Regions from separate parts of the Mus musculus genome. Here region 1 is linked to region 2. The links are chromatin contacts, called in public promoter capture Hi-C maps. All regions are on one chromosome and are shown on one strand. The core of a region is the stretch at or near the end of the contact, and the rest is flanking DNA. Distances in the headings are between cores, read along the strand shown.

Region 1 (7,192 bases), core at 403-2,902, 2.3 Mb after region 2:
ATTGTCTGAGTCCAGAGAAACTCTTTCTAGACAGGGATAATAGGAAGTGGGGATGGCAGGGGAGTATATGCTTGAAATCATGGCATTCAAGACTGAGGCAGGAAGATTGTCAGTTGCAAGTTAGCCTGGGCTACATAACAAAACCTTGTCTCAAAATAACAACCCCCGAAATAGGAATGAGAGCTGGAGAGATGTTCCAGTGTTAGAAAGCTGGCTGCTCCTCCAAAGGACCCTGGATAAGTTCCCAGCTACTCACCTGGGGGGAATGCCCCGCCTCCTACTGCTCCTTCCCCATCCACCCCAGTCCCTGCCTCCAGGAACTGCCTAGGGCTCCAGCCTGGTTTGAGGAAAGTGGGCACAAGTGTTCCCAATTATAGAGTTTGTTTGCAACTGTCCTTCCAGTTACCCTGGGGAAGTTTTCAGCTTCTCTGATCTGAATTCCTTCCTGAGAGACAGCGTGTCAGGGTACCTGGCTCACAACCCCAGGGATCTGATGCCCCCTTCTGGTCTCTAGGCGTGCATGCGGTAGTGCACAGACCATGCCCACAAGTAAAACACTCATATACATAAAGTTTCCTAGAAAGAAAGAAAGAAAGAGAGAGAGAGAGAGAGAGAGAGAGAGAGAGAGAGAGAGAGGAAGGAAGGAAGGAAGGAAGGAAGGAAGGAAGAAAGAAAGAAAGAAAGAAAGAAAGAAAGAAAGAAAGAAAGAAAGAAAGAGGAAGGAAGGAAGGAAGGAAGGAAGGAAGGAAGGAAGGAAGGAAGGAAGGAAGGAAGACCAAAAGGGTGGGGGAGCGAACCCGCCAACATCCTCCCCGGAGTTGCTATGACACTGGCCTGGGGAAGAGGTGAATCAGGGAAGCTTAGAAATGGCTTTTCAAGTAAGGCAGGAGATTAAGACTAGGACTGAAGAGCTCAGTGCCCGCTCACTCACTCTCCCCAGGGAGTAGCCTCCGAAGCTGCAGGAAGAGCAGCTGGCAGGTTGACCTTGGTGCCTGTGGTTTGAGGAAGAGGCTGGGAGTGAAACCATGCTCTCTGACCTGAGCTGGGACAGCCTTCCCAGACCTGCACATGCTCTGGAGGGCCATGTCCCCTCCTCAGGGCTCCCTAGCTCCTGTCCTAGCCCTGCCTTACCCACCGCACACAACCATGGGCTGACCAGGAGCAGCGCCCTTAACTGCTGGGGAAATAGAGAGGAAGAAGCCACACATCACCTTAGCCAAAAGAATCAAAGTTCTCATGGTTAGGTCACACTCTGTACTATCCGCAAGAAGCTAGGTACCCTGACATGTTCCCTGTCTCTCAGGAGGGAATTCAGATCAGAGAAGCTGAAGACCTTTCTCTGGGTGCCCCACAACGGGAAGGACAGTTGTGATCCGACTTCTATAGCAGAGAACACACGTGTCCACTTTCCCCAAGCCAGACTGGAGCCCGAGGCATGGCTCTTACTCCAGGCAGGGTGGGGTGGAAAAGCCAGAGGTGGGGGAGGAGCAGCAGGGGGTGGGGGCCACCCCACCTGTTGCTGCTGCCCAGCAGTGCTGGCAGGAAGAGACAGCCCTCCCCTCTGCCTCCACCCTCACCACAGCTCCCATCCATTGTCACCGCACTGTCTCAGCGCTGCTATATTTAAGACGGTTACAAGGCTCTCAGATCACATTCTTCCCCCGTCCTCACTGAGCCGAGGACAAGAAGAGAGCAGAGAGCCTCTTACTGTCCTAGAGACTGCCCAGTGGACACTGCTGTTTCTGTGAGTCACATGTAGGGTGCAGGGGCTGAGGGACACCCCAGCTTTCCACAGTGAATGACCTATGGGGGTGGTATATATGGTGCATGTGTAGTGTACATAACTCTAGTGTATGTGTGTCTGTGATGTACGGGTTTGTGTATGTGTAGATGATGTGGGGGTGGTCTGTGCATAGGCCTATGTAAAGTCAATGATGTTCTTGTGTGTCTATTGTATGATGGGGGTAGTATTTGTGTGACTATGGTGTGTGTATCTATAGTATAGTGTGTGGGGTATGTGTGTATGTGTGTTTGATATGTGCATTTATAATGTTTATGTGTGTGTTATAGGGCGTGTGTGTGTGTGTGTTGTAGGGTATGTGTCTGTGTTATAGGGTATGTGACTGTGTTGTGCTATAGGGTATGTATATTATAGGGTATGTGTCTATCTGTGTGTGTTATAGGATATGTGTGTGTGTTGTAGGGTATGTGTCTATCTGTGTGTGTTGTAGGATATGTGTGTGTGTTATAGGGTATGTGCCTATGTGTGTGTTGTAGGGTGTCTGTGTGTGTCGTAGAATATTTGTGTGTCTACTATAGGGTATGTGTGTGTCTGTGTGTGTTTTCGTATCCTGTCGAGTATGTGTGTATCTGTATGTGTGTTTGTTTGTTTGTAGTGTATATATGTAAGTATGTTGGGAAAGGGGTTTGTTAGGGAGATTTGAGCTTGGTAGCACCCCAAGTGAAAACGGGGTATCCAAGAACTCCATGCTTCATTTCACTGTTCTGTGTAGCCCTGGGTCTTCTGATGTGAGCCCTCCTTGACATTAAAGCTAAACATAAAGAAAAGAAAAGGCCCTTGAGGACCTCCTTGGAACTCGAGTCTTTGCTGTATGGAGCGGCAGCCCATCAGGGAGCCCGAGCTGGCAGGTCCGGCAGGTCCAGTAGGGAGGGAGTGTGTGGGCTGAGTGCTGGTTGTTCAACCCCACGGGCAGAGAAAAAGCATAGACCCTGCAGTCCCAAACCCTGGGGTTGCCAGGTTCATCCCATACAGGGGATGAGGCCCCCCGGGCTCTGCTGGGGAAGGAAGAGCCTCCACTAACCAGAGCCAGCCCATTACAGCCTTGGCGGAGCTGGGGAGCCGTGCCTGTCCCAGCCTGTGCCGACCCACTGGGCAGGGTGCATCCACTCCCCGCTCAGCCAGTGCGGCTTCTCATCCCATGGGGAAGGGCAGTGGAGGCCACAAACCTGTCTGCTTAATCCCACACTTTAGTCAGTGCTTTAAAAAGCATCCATGGCTCACCGCAGAGGAGGGGGTCCAGAGGCCAAATGCCAGTGGGCCACTGTCCTCATTAGGGCAGAGTATCAGAGAGAGGGCCAGTGCTGACGTCAGAGCACAGGAACCCTCTTTGTTGGCCCGAGCCTTGCTCCCCAGGTCAAACGTGTAGACCAAGGAAGGAGCGTAGCATGAGCGGGCTTGGCTAGGTCTCTGCGTGCAGAGATGCTATTTAGCCAGGAGGAGTCAGAGCCAAGCCTAAGTGGGCAACTGTCCTTTGGCTCTGCTGAGATGCTTGTCGGGAGCCAAGGGACCTTTGGGAGAAGCCCTTAATGGCCACTGATTACTTACTGCAAGCCACTGACCTCCCTGATGGTCACAGCTGGGGGCAGCACAGAAAACCAAACCTTACAGCTGACACTCAGCAGCTAAGCCCCACCACCAGTGAGTCAAATACAGCCTCCATACAGGTAGGGACTAAGCAGGAAGAGGAGGCACTTTCTAAATGAGAATCAAATTATAAGGTACTGATTTAAAATACCAAAAGGACTAACAAAGAGAAAGTTCTTGGCCTCTTGTGTTTTTACAAGGCTTCGGAGGAAGTTGGTGGGAGTGTCTGACACTTAGATGGGACTCATTTCTCCAGGCTCTCAGTTAACCTTTTGGTCGCCCATCCCAGGAGTGTGGTGGACACATTTTACGGATGAAGAAGCCAAGTTATAAAGTCCAAGGTCGCACACTTAGAAGCAGGAATGAGAAACTAGGGTCACAGGATTGCACTGGGTCACAGATTCACAGTCCCCATATCGTGAATCAACATGGCGCTCAGGCTAGGCTTGGAGGAACGGCTGGGGTGATGAACCCAGCAAAGGCTCATGGGTAGGACTAGACAGAGAGAGAGAGGGGACATCTGCTCACTCCGAGATTAGACCCAGCCTGGGACAGCAGCGTGCAGTCTGTCATCCTCTGCAAAGCCAAGCCCTGGAGAAGGGGATGAATGGAGCAGGTCCGCAGCTGGGAGCCAGGGCTCTCTCTGCTCCCCGATGGGTCTCTGCTTACCCACTGCCAAGGCACGAGAAACAGTAGAGAAGCCAGACTCTGCCTTTGTCACCGTGGTCCCTCACCTTCTCAGGCCTCAATCCCTATGCTCCTATAGAGCCGTGGTTCTCAACCCATTTGGGGGTCAGATATCTATCCTGCATCTCAGATATTTACATTATAATTCATAACAGCAAAATTAGAGTTATCGTGAAATAATTTTATGGTGGGGGGGGTCATCACAACATGAGAAACTGTACTAAAGGGCTTCAGCTTTAAGAAGGTTGGAACCACTGCTCTAGAGAAAGAAAGAAAAAAAAAAACGCTCCTGCACACTCAGAGCACTTGGGAAGGGAAGTTGCAGATGCTTGGTAGGACGACAGACCGTAAACTTTGGCTTTCACAGGTTATTGCGCTCGCAGCCATGACTCTGCCCCACAGCCCTGGGAGTGCCGGGGAGCCCCAAGCCTCCCAGACCGTGCAGGTCCACAGGCTGGAACACAGGCAGGAGGAGGAGCAGAAAGAGGAGCGGCAGCACAGCCTGCAGATGGGTTCTTCCGTGCAGAGGCGGACCTACCGCAGCAGGTGGGCGTGTCCTGGCCCTATGGCCCCTCCCCCGCCGTGGCTCCGCCCCAGGATCCAGTTGGAAGAGGACGCATAGCCCAGCTGTTCAGAGACTCTCATCTTAGATGGGTAGCACAGGCTCACCTTCTGAGATACCCCAGACCCCCACCTGAATAAAAGTGACACGGAGCAGTCCTCTACAGACCCTGTCTGAGAGGAGACACAGTCAGTCCCTCCCTCGGGGAGTATGTTGGGAACTTTCTGTCTCCATCACAAAGCACCTGAGAAAAACACATTAGGAGGAGAAGAGTGGAGTTTTGTTTTTGTTGTTTAGTTCTGTTGATTTTTGTTGGTGTTTGTTTGTTTGCCTAGCCCTTTATGGAGTTTATTCCTGTCTTGGCTCTATTGCTTTGAGGCTGAGGTGAGACAGAACGAACATTAGATTGCAGAGTAGTCAAGGAACACAGGAGGGAGGGGGAGGAAGGAAGGAAGGAAGGAAGGAAGGAAGGAAGGAAGGAAGGAACCTGGAACACGGCAAAGTCCCCATAACCTACTCTCTATACCTCTAGATGTTTCTTCTGCTCCCAATAAAATCACCAAACTGAACCCATGGGGGGATGGACTGACTGGTGATGATGAGCACACAGCCCCTGTGGTCCCTGTGGTCCCTGTGGTCCCTGTGGCCCCTGTGACCCCTGAAGTCCCTGTGGTCCAGCCCCTTCTCAATGAGTAGATCTGGCAGCTGAGGACTGAGTTTTCAACACAAATCCTTTAGGGGATGCCTCATACCCAGACCCTAACAGGAGGCACAGCCCTGTCCAGGGTAGAGAGATATTCTTGCTCTCTGAGACCCCCGCATTGAGAGGGAGGTTCAATGAGAGACGGGAGCTCGGGTTGTCTTCTGGTGCCGTAATGTACGGCCATGGTCTCAGGGGCCCCAGGAAACGGCCCCAGATCCATGACCCCCCCGTTTCTACTGGCAGTGAGGAGGAACAACAGTTCAGCTCTGAAGACTATGCCCTGGCTGCTGCCCTGGCCCTGACAGCCTCCTCAGAGTTGTCCTGGTAAGTCACATGACTGTCACTGGATGCGGAAGGACTGTTTTATCTTGACCCTGGTCCCTGATCCCTACCTCTTCGTGGACGCCCACTGACACACAATGGGTCTTCCCAAAGTTCCTTTTACGGAAGGGCTGGGCAGAGTACAAACCAGTCACTGTGAGGCCAAGTCTCACACCATCCCCTGGACAGGTCCCCACAGCAGGAAAGGACTGTCCCCAAGAAGCCATCCTCATTACCACAAAGTTCACAAGTAAGAGAGGAACTGGTCATGGGGTACAGACTGGTAACAATCACAGGGCTCACACAAGGAAGGGACGGTTCCTACGTGCCTGAGTGTGGCCAGAGGACCACAGCTTTAGGAAAGAGCCCTGGGTCCTGCTGTCCTTAAGCAAGTCATTGGACCTCAGTTTCCTGTCCTGTGAGATACATCTGGACACATCGGAAACTGGCCAATTGTTTGTTAAGGAGCCTCACACGCTCCATTCCTAACTACACACTTACTAAACTCTGGCCGTAAGCAGGTTATCCCCAGCAACACACACACAGCTACAGGGTTTCATGTGAACTAGGCTAGCCTCAAGCTTGCTATACAGCCAAAGGGTGGCCTTGAACTTTGGCCCTCCTGCCTCCTGAGTGCTGGGGATGAAAGCATGTGGTTTTTTTTTTGTTTTGTTTTTGTTTTTTGTTTTGGTTTTTTGAGACAGGGTTTCTCTGTATAGCCCTGGCTGTCCTGGAACTCACTTTGTAGACCAGGCTGTCCTCGAACTCAGAAATCTGCCTGCCTCTGCCTCCCGAGTGCTGGGATTAAAGGCTTGCGCCACCACACCCCGTGGAAGCATGTGTTTTTATACGGTGCTGTAGATCAAACCAAGGGCTCTGTGCATTTGAGACAAGCACTGTACCAACTGAGCTACCTCCCCGAGTCTCCTTTCAGTGTGTCTGCCAGACACCTGTACACAAGGCTGTGCTTGTCCCTAAGGCACATTCCCAAGTGCCAACTAGCATGTGGGTGGGGGGGGGGTAGGACTGCTGCAGCCTCTGTGGGTATGACTGGGTCCTGTCCTACAGGGAAGCTAAGCTGAGACGCCAGACCACCACAGTGGAGCTGGAGGAGCGTGGACAGAGGCGGGTAGGCTTTGGCAATGACCTGGAGCGGATGGAGCTGGCCTTCCTACGCACTCAGAGGCTGCTGCGTCAGAGGCGAGACTGGAAGGCGCTGCGGCAACGGGTGAGGCAGGCGCTGGGGAGACCCTAGCCTTGAATCTGACCCCCGCCAATGCTCCATCCTTACTCCTCCCCCTTCTCCAAAGGTATCCAGGAAAAGGCCCTACGTCCCAATTCTGATGCCCCTACCCTCAGCTGGGTTACCAGAGAAAAGGTCAGGCTGTTCCTGGGCCTCAGTTTCCCCTCTGTGGTTATAACAGCTGAGGTAGAAATTAAATGAGCTTAGATTTGCAGATGACTTCCCAGTGTCTAGAAGACCTTCACAATTGTGCAGGGTCTGAGGTCATTTCCCTGCCCCCTGCCCAGGTCA
Region 2 (7,299 bases), core at 1,257-3,756:
CCTTCTCTGGGAAGGACAGTTTAAGCCAGAGTCCCCACTCTACCCCTGGGCTATGGCTTTCTCAGAAGTTCTGAGATTTCCAGGTAAGAAGGCTTTAGGAAGGTCTTCCGAGATCCCAGCAGTATGCTACCTGTGCAGGGGAAGGTCTGATGGGGGGACAGGTTCATCTGAGGACCCCTGCCTGTCACAACAATACACCTCACTCACAGGATGACAGCATCCGTGTGACTCTGACATCCTTCTCTTCCTCCTCTCCCTTCTCAAGCCTGACAGGAGGGACAACAATATTCAGAGATGTGAAGAAACTGATCTAGAGAGGGGACAGCATTGCTCTAGGTCACTGTGGACAGGGTCCAGCCAGAGAGGGGACAGCATTGTCCTAGGTCACTGTAGACAGGGTCCAGCCAGAGAGGGGACAGCATTGTCCTAGGTCACTGTAGACAGGGTCCAGAGGTCTGCTCTCCCTAACTACTGGAACAGAATGTAAAGGATACACACAAGCCTAGGACCAGGCTCCCCTCCCCTCTCCTTTACCTCATCTCCTCCCCACACCCTCTCTCTCTCTCTCTTCCTCTCTCTCTCTTTCATGTGACCTTGAGAAATCCCTTTTCCAGTTTGTAAAACAAGGATTTTAAATAAGCAGAGGCTGAGCCGGTCCGTCCCTAGGTGTGACTTAAATGAGTAAAATAGCCAACCATGCCTTACAGTGGGAAAAAGAATTCAAGGCCCTGTTTCAGCTTCCCCACAGCAACTCCTCAGAGGTGGTTATACACACTCTCTGCAGCCAGGTCCCTCACAGCTGAGTGGGGACAGGGGAATAGGGACCCGAAGGGCATCCAGTCAGGTGGCATTTTCAGTCTGGCCCTTTAAGGCCCCCCTTTCTGGAAGCTGATGCCATGCCTGCTCCCTTGGGGCTGTTAAAGAGTGTCACCTGGCTCCATCCCTGGCAGAGCTATCTTAGAGATGCCTTGGGGAGGGCTGCTAGCTGAGCAGGTGACAAACAACTCATCCTGAATATCCCCATCGGGCTGTAAGCAGATACCAAAATCATTAGGAGTATGGGAAACGCTGGGACCTAGAAGCAGAGAGACCTAAGTATGATGGGGACAAACCTTCAACCTCTCCGGGTATCTGTCTCCTCCAATGGGAGTCACAGACTCAGAGGAGAATCCAGTCATACAGCCCTGAGCCAGCCCTCCTCCATCCTGGGACTTTCTTCTTCTTCTCCTTGCAAGGGATGGAGCTGGGCTGTGTAGAAGCCAGCAACTTTGAGGGCAGGGTTTTTACAGTCCCAGGGGACCCAGGAGAGACCACACTAGCACAGGTGAGGGAGCAGATGTTGCAATATTGCAGCAAGCTCCAGCTTGTTAAAGTTTGCCACCAAATCCCTCCGGAAGCCGAACACCTTCCACTAGTTCATCTCTATAAGGGGACTTGGCACTGTCATCTAACCAGCCACGAAAAAAAGGACAGCTCTATCAGGGCTCCACAGATGCCCGCCCAGACATGGAAGATCCCGGATCCTACACTCCTCAACACAGACACACGCTGTATCCAAAATAACACCAGTCAACAACACCGCACCTTAGTGTCACTTTCAGGGCCCCCCATGGACCCCCAGCTGACTCCTCCGCGTAGATGACGCCGTCCATCTGGCCAGCACCTGGATCCGTCCGTCCGTCTGTCCTCCCGCACCTGGAGACTCGCCTGCCTCGGGAAGCCAGGGGTCCGGGGTACTGAGGTCAGCGCTGGGGGGAGGCGGGGCCGCGGGGCGGGCTGCGGCGGAAGGGCGAGTCGGGCTCCGGGCCCTGGCCGCGCCGTAGCCGCCCTGCGCCCCAGGGCACGCAGCTCCCCAGGCCGAGCGCGGACGCCAGCAGCGCCGGGGGACGACCCCGGCGACCGCGGCGCGCACCCTTCTTGAGACGGGACCCGTGCGCAGCCAGGTAGAGCTCGGCCTGGGCCACGCCGCCGCTCAGGCGGCTCAGGCTCTCGGCGCGATGCGCCAGGCGCAGCTCCGCAGCCAAGAAGACTCGGTGCAGCTGCAGCACCCGGCTCTCCAGCTCCGACACCAGGCGCCGGCGGCCCTCCACTTCTAGCAGTCGCCGCCGCGCTTCGGCCAGCTCCAGCGCACGGCCCCCTGCCCCCGCCGCCGCGCCCGCGATCCCCGCCGGGCCCGCGCCCCCAGACCCCCCACTAGCACCCTGGCGCCAGCGCTGCAGCTCCTGCCCTTCCACGGGTGTCTCGGCCGCCTCGGGTAAGGGCGGTGACTTAGTGGGGGTCGGAGTCGAGGTCGGCGATGGGGAAGGGGGCTGGAGGGACGGCAGGGGCTCCCGGGGTGGCGGCGGGGGCGACCCCGGTTCTGCCGTCCCTTCCTGGGCCCCTGGGCCGCAGGCGCTGATTCGGCAGCCCGGCATCCCCCGCCCCGCGGCGGCCCAGGGTTGTCGGTGCGTGGGGAGGAGAGATGCTGGGCACGAGACTAGTGAGAGGCGGCCGCAGAGCCCACACCCAGGCCGCACGCGCCGCCCAGCATCTTATAGCACATGGGGCGGAGCGATGGCAGCACAGCCAATCCGAGACTTTTGTGCCTGAATCTGCCCTGCCTCCCGCCAAGGAGCGTATCCCCAAGTGTTTCAAGTTCCCTGTCTTTCTCCCAGATTGGCTCCGTTTGGGCATCATCCCAAATTTGGGGTAGATAAGTGACGGTCACTTTCCTCGCCTGGAATCACCTCAGAAAAATTCGATGGTAATGTTTAAAAGTCATACATTTCAGTCTCTACCCAGAATGGCTGGGCGTCACCTCTGCTCCTCTGCCGGGCCCGCGTGACAGTGAGAGCCTAGCCTAGAACTTAGCGCTCCGGGTCTCCTAGGATGCCCTTCCCGCCCATCTCTCTGGGCTTATGGGGTGGTTAAGGCAGAGAGACGACTGGTGTCCACTGGAAGATGGGCATATGACTGGATTACTCGCATACCAGGAAGGCACTTAGCTTGCAAAACAAACACCAGAGCCGCTGCTCCTGGTCCGCCAACCTTCGTGGGGCCCTTAGAAAACCCCAAGGTGTGCAAAATTATTTTCCAGCTCCAACTCTGCCTGCGTGTGCACCTGCTAGCCCACAAGACACGTCCTGGTATCTTTCAAATGGAGGGGGAAAGAAACTCAGAAGAAGCCGCGATGCCCTGCTCAATGTCAAATTGTAGGACAGTGGCTGAGTCTGGACGGAAATGAACGAACAAACTCAACCATTCATCAGAGCCCTTGAGATACGTGGATTCCTCCAATTCCCAAGCACGACTCCACATCTCGAATTTTAACCATCCTAGCTCTGCCCACTTTCCCCACGGCACAAATAGCCCTTCTGTTCCCCTTCCAAGTACTGGCCCAGACACCAAGGGTTTTACCTCTGATTGTATCTATTTGAAAGCGCCATCAGAGATTGGAGGGGTTCACGGTAGGAGAGGGCAAGGTCCCCAGGGCAGGAAGGAAGCTCTGAACCCCATTGGGAAGGACTGCAGCAGGTCCTCGGGTTTCAAAGGATCTGCCAAAGGTGTGGCCAGCCCTGAGGGTCAAAATATATGAAGAGGAATCTGACTAGTGGGGGGAGGAAAGCCCCAGTCCCTCCGACCCACGGGTCCACCCAACTCTAAGTGCTTACAGGTGCCTTTTAAGTGACAGGAACTCTGACAGCAAATCTCCACAGAAGCAGCTCCCAGAGCAAGGGAAGGAGGGTGAAGGGAGTTAGATTCAGAGAAGCGGGACGGGAGGACTCACGGTAGTAAAGGGGTGTTCAGTGAACAGGAGTAGATCCCAGAGAAGAAGGACAGCCAGGGCTACACAGAGAAACCCTGTCTTGAGAGAAAAGGAAAAGGAAAAAAAGAAAGGAAGAAGAAAAAAGGGAGGTATGTATGTGGGGAAACCCCACCATTGGTTAGTTCCAGGGAACCTGTCAGATCTGGATTGCAAATCCTTCCAGAGACCTTGGATATTGGTCTCTCTAAGAGGGCAAAGATGATGAAAGCATATTTACGAGGAGGGGCTGGTAGTGTGCCTCAGTAAAGCTGGGTTCAATCCCCAGCACCAGATAAAACCAGAAACAACAAAGCAGCTATGCCTGTCGTCCAGCACATGAAAGGCAGACAAGAAGACAGGAAAGCAAGCACCGGGCTAGCCTGGGCTACATGAGATCTGTGTCAGAATCCAAATAACTAAATAAGTGTTCACTGAATGCACTGTGTTCTCATCCCTTAGACGTAGGGACAGCAGGCTTTTCTTCTCAATAGGAAACTAATGGCCCTCAAACTCACCTGATTGAGCTGCGTGAAGTGGCTCACAGCTGATATCCCAGTCTTCAGGAGGATTAGGCAATCAGAAGGCTGTGGGTCAGAGGCCAGTCTGGGCCACGGACTGAGTCCCAGGCCAGTCTAACCTGTAGTAAGAGACCCTATCTCAAAAAGATGAAGAGCAGAGTCGGCCAGATGGCTTGTCAGCTAAAGTACAAGCCGCACAAGCCTGACAATGTGATTTCCGTCCTCAGAATTCATGGGGGAAAGAGAGCCAACTCCTGAAAGCTCCCTGTGAGACACTCACCACTCTCACACACACACACAACACACACACCAACACCACTCACACATATACATACACACACCACTCACATACACACCCACACACACCAACACCACTCATACACACAACACACAAACATACACACACACACACCACACACACCACCACCACCACTCACACACATACACACACAACACATGCACACCAACACTACTCAGATATACACACACACATCACACAAACATACAGGCACATACACACACACTCATAAACAGACATTCCACAATTATAAAAAAATAACAACTTATAAACATTTTTAAGACAGGATATTACTATGTAATCTTAGCTAACCTGAAGTTGACTATGTAGACCAGGCTGGCCTTGAATTCACAGATAGATGCCTGCCTCTATCTCCCAAGTATTGGGATTAAAGGCATTTACCATTACGTCAGGCATTCAATATTTTTTTCCTATCTTCTGTGTATACATGTATAGGGTACGCTATATATGTGCACTAATATATATATGTGTGTGTGTGTGAAACACACATTTGTTTTCATTACTGCTGCAGTCTCCTTTCTATACTAGCTTTTCCTTTGATGGAATCTTTTGACATTTAATAGAGTGCTTGGGTCTAAAAGCACTCGTGTGTGTGTGTGTGTGTGTGTGTGTGTGTGTGTGTGTGTGTGTGCGCGCGCGCTCACTAGGCAAGAGTTCCACCACAGAGCTATACCACCGACCTCATAAACACTTGCTTAGATTGAAGCAGGCACCACTGGCATGGAGACATCCTCTCTTGCCTTCACTCATTCATTTTCCTTCCCTCACTTCACTCTCCGCCCTGCCGTTGGTGACCTCAGGGAGTGGAGCACATTGACAGGTGATCAGAGGGCAGTTCCATACCATTTGTACCTGCACGGGAGAAAGACAGAGCCTGCAGGAACACATTGCCCAGTGGGGCCAGCTGGGGAAGATGAGGTGCAGGAGGTGGTATTTCAACTGAGAACAGCAGGATGAGTCATGTGAATAATGCAGAGATGGGGGCAGATTCATGTAGGAGTACTCGTGCAGGAGACCGGTAGAGAGGGCTGGCGACTGCCTGTTGTCCTGTCATCTTGTGTGACTCCACACTCCCAGGAGTGGACAGGAAACCACAGCCAACCACCTGTTAGTACACTGTACACTGCTAGCCCAAGAACCTGCACACTTCGAATGAGGAAGCTGGGGACTGAAGATGGGGCTCAGCTGGGAGAGCGCCTGCCCCGCATGCCTAAGGTCCTGAGTTAGATCCCAGGGATCTTAACCAGGGATGGCGGCACAAGCTTAGAGTTCCGGCATTCAGGAGATCTCATCATGCAACTCCTGTGGCTTGGAGCTTACTGTGTAGACCAGCAGGCTGGCCTTAAACTCAGTGATCTGCTTCCCTCTGCCTCCCCAGTGCTGGGGTTAAAGATGTGCATCAACATGCCCAACGTGAAGAAATGGACTTTTTAGTTTTCTTTTAAAGCTCTAAGAGGGGAGGTGTGTGTGTGTGTGTGTGTGTGTGTCTGTCTGTCTGTCTGTGTGTGTCTGTGTGTCTGTGTGTGTGTCCTTCCCCCAGCTAACCAATCCTCCTCAGACACTGGAGCCAGGAGTCTGCCCTTGCTACATTTATATCTTCTTGCCAGAGACCTGAGACCTGAGAACTGTCTGCCGGCTGAGCAGCTTTAGAGCCTACTTTGCAACTCAATCCAGCTGAAACAGCAACAGAACCCAGGGGAAACAAAGGGATGGGTCCTTGGGGTTTCACATATATATTGAGAGCTGTACATTAAAATTTGAGCCTTAGGCCGGATGTGGTGGCACACGCCTTTGATCCCAGCACTTGGGAGGCAGAGGCAGGAGGATTTCTGAGTTCGAGGCCAGCCTGGTCTACAGAGTGAGTTCCAGGACAGCCAGGGCTATCAGAACTTTGTCTTGGCTCATTATTTCTCTCAGTCCTTACCATCCATCCCCAGCTTTCCTTTCAGGAACCCAGGAACCCGTGGCCACTGGTGACTGTGTGTGTGTGACTGTGTGTGTGTGTGTGTGTGTGTGTGTCTGTGTATGTCTGTGTGTGTGTGTGTGTGCACTCACGTGCAGGCCTTTTTGGAAGTCAGAGGGTGGGCGACCTGTGGAAATCAGTACTTTCCTTCCACCCTGTGGTTCTCTGGGATTTAACCCTGGTCTTCAGACTTTTTAACAAGTGCTTTTGTCCCTGTGCCACTTTGAAGACTCTTTTTGTCTCATTGAGACAAGGTCTCATGTAACCTAGGCTGCTTTAAATATGCTGGACTTGAACGCCTGACCTTCCTCTTCCCACTTTCCTAATGCTGAAATGACCATGTTTGCCACCATGCCCAGCTAGGAAAAGCTTTTTTTTTTTTTTTTTTTTTTTTTGCTATTATGACCATTACATCTTCTCTGATCTTTATAAAAATTACACATTTTTCTTGTAGCAAAATAGAGAAAATAAAATTAAAAACCAAAAAAAGATTGGGGATGTATCCGTTGGTGGAATGCTTATTTGGTATGCATTCAGTGCTGGGTTCAACTCCCTAGCACCACAAAAGCTGGGTGTGGAGGCAGGGTAGTACACACCTGTAATCCCAGCACTCAGGAAATGCAGGCAAGAGGCCCTGAGGTTCAAGGTCATCCTTAGCTACTTAGAGTTGACTCTGTCTCAAAACAGTATCTCACAACAACAAAATGATCAGAAA

What was found. Promoter capture Hi-C pulls out the DNA fragments that hold promoters and counts their contacts.
Region 1: a contact with region 2 is called in a promoter capture Hi-C map of pre-B cells, with 2.6 times the contacts expected there. The contact joins the promoter of Myom3 here to the promoter of Trnp1 in region 2.

The regions. Positions count from the first base shown.
Region 1 is chr4:135,758,063-135,765,254 of GRCm38.p6, forward strand. It overlaps Myom3 (myomesin family, member 3), which reads left to right and starts at 1,653. Exons shown (of 37, transcript NM_001085509.2): 1 at 1,653-1,744; 2 at 4,440-4,618; 3 at 5,581-5,661; 4 at 6,727-6,886. The coding sequence starts at 4,458.
Region 2 is chr4:133,496,044-133,503,342 of GRCm38.p6, forward strand. Trnp1 (TMF1-regulated nuclear protein 1) reads right to left here and starts at 2,507. Exons shown (of 2, transcript NM_001081156.2): 1 at 1,585-2,507. The coding sequence starts at 2,414. The coding sequence ends at 1,743.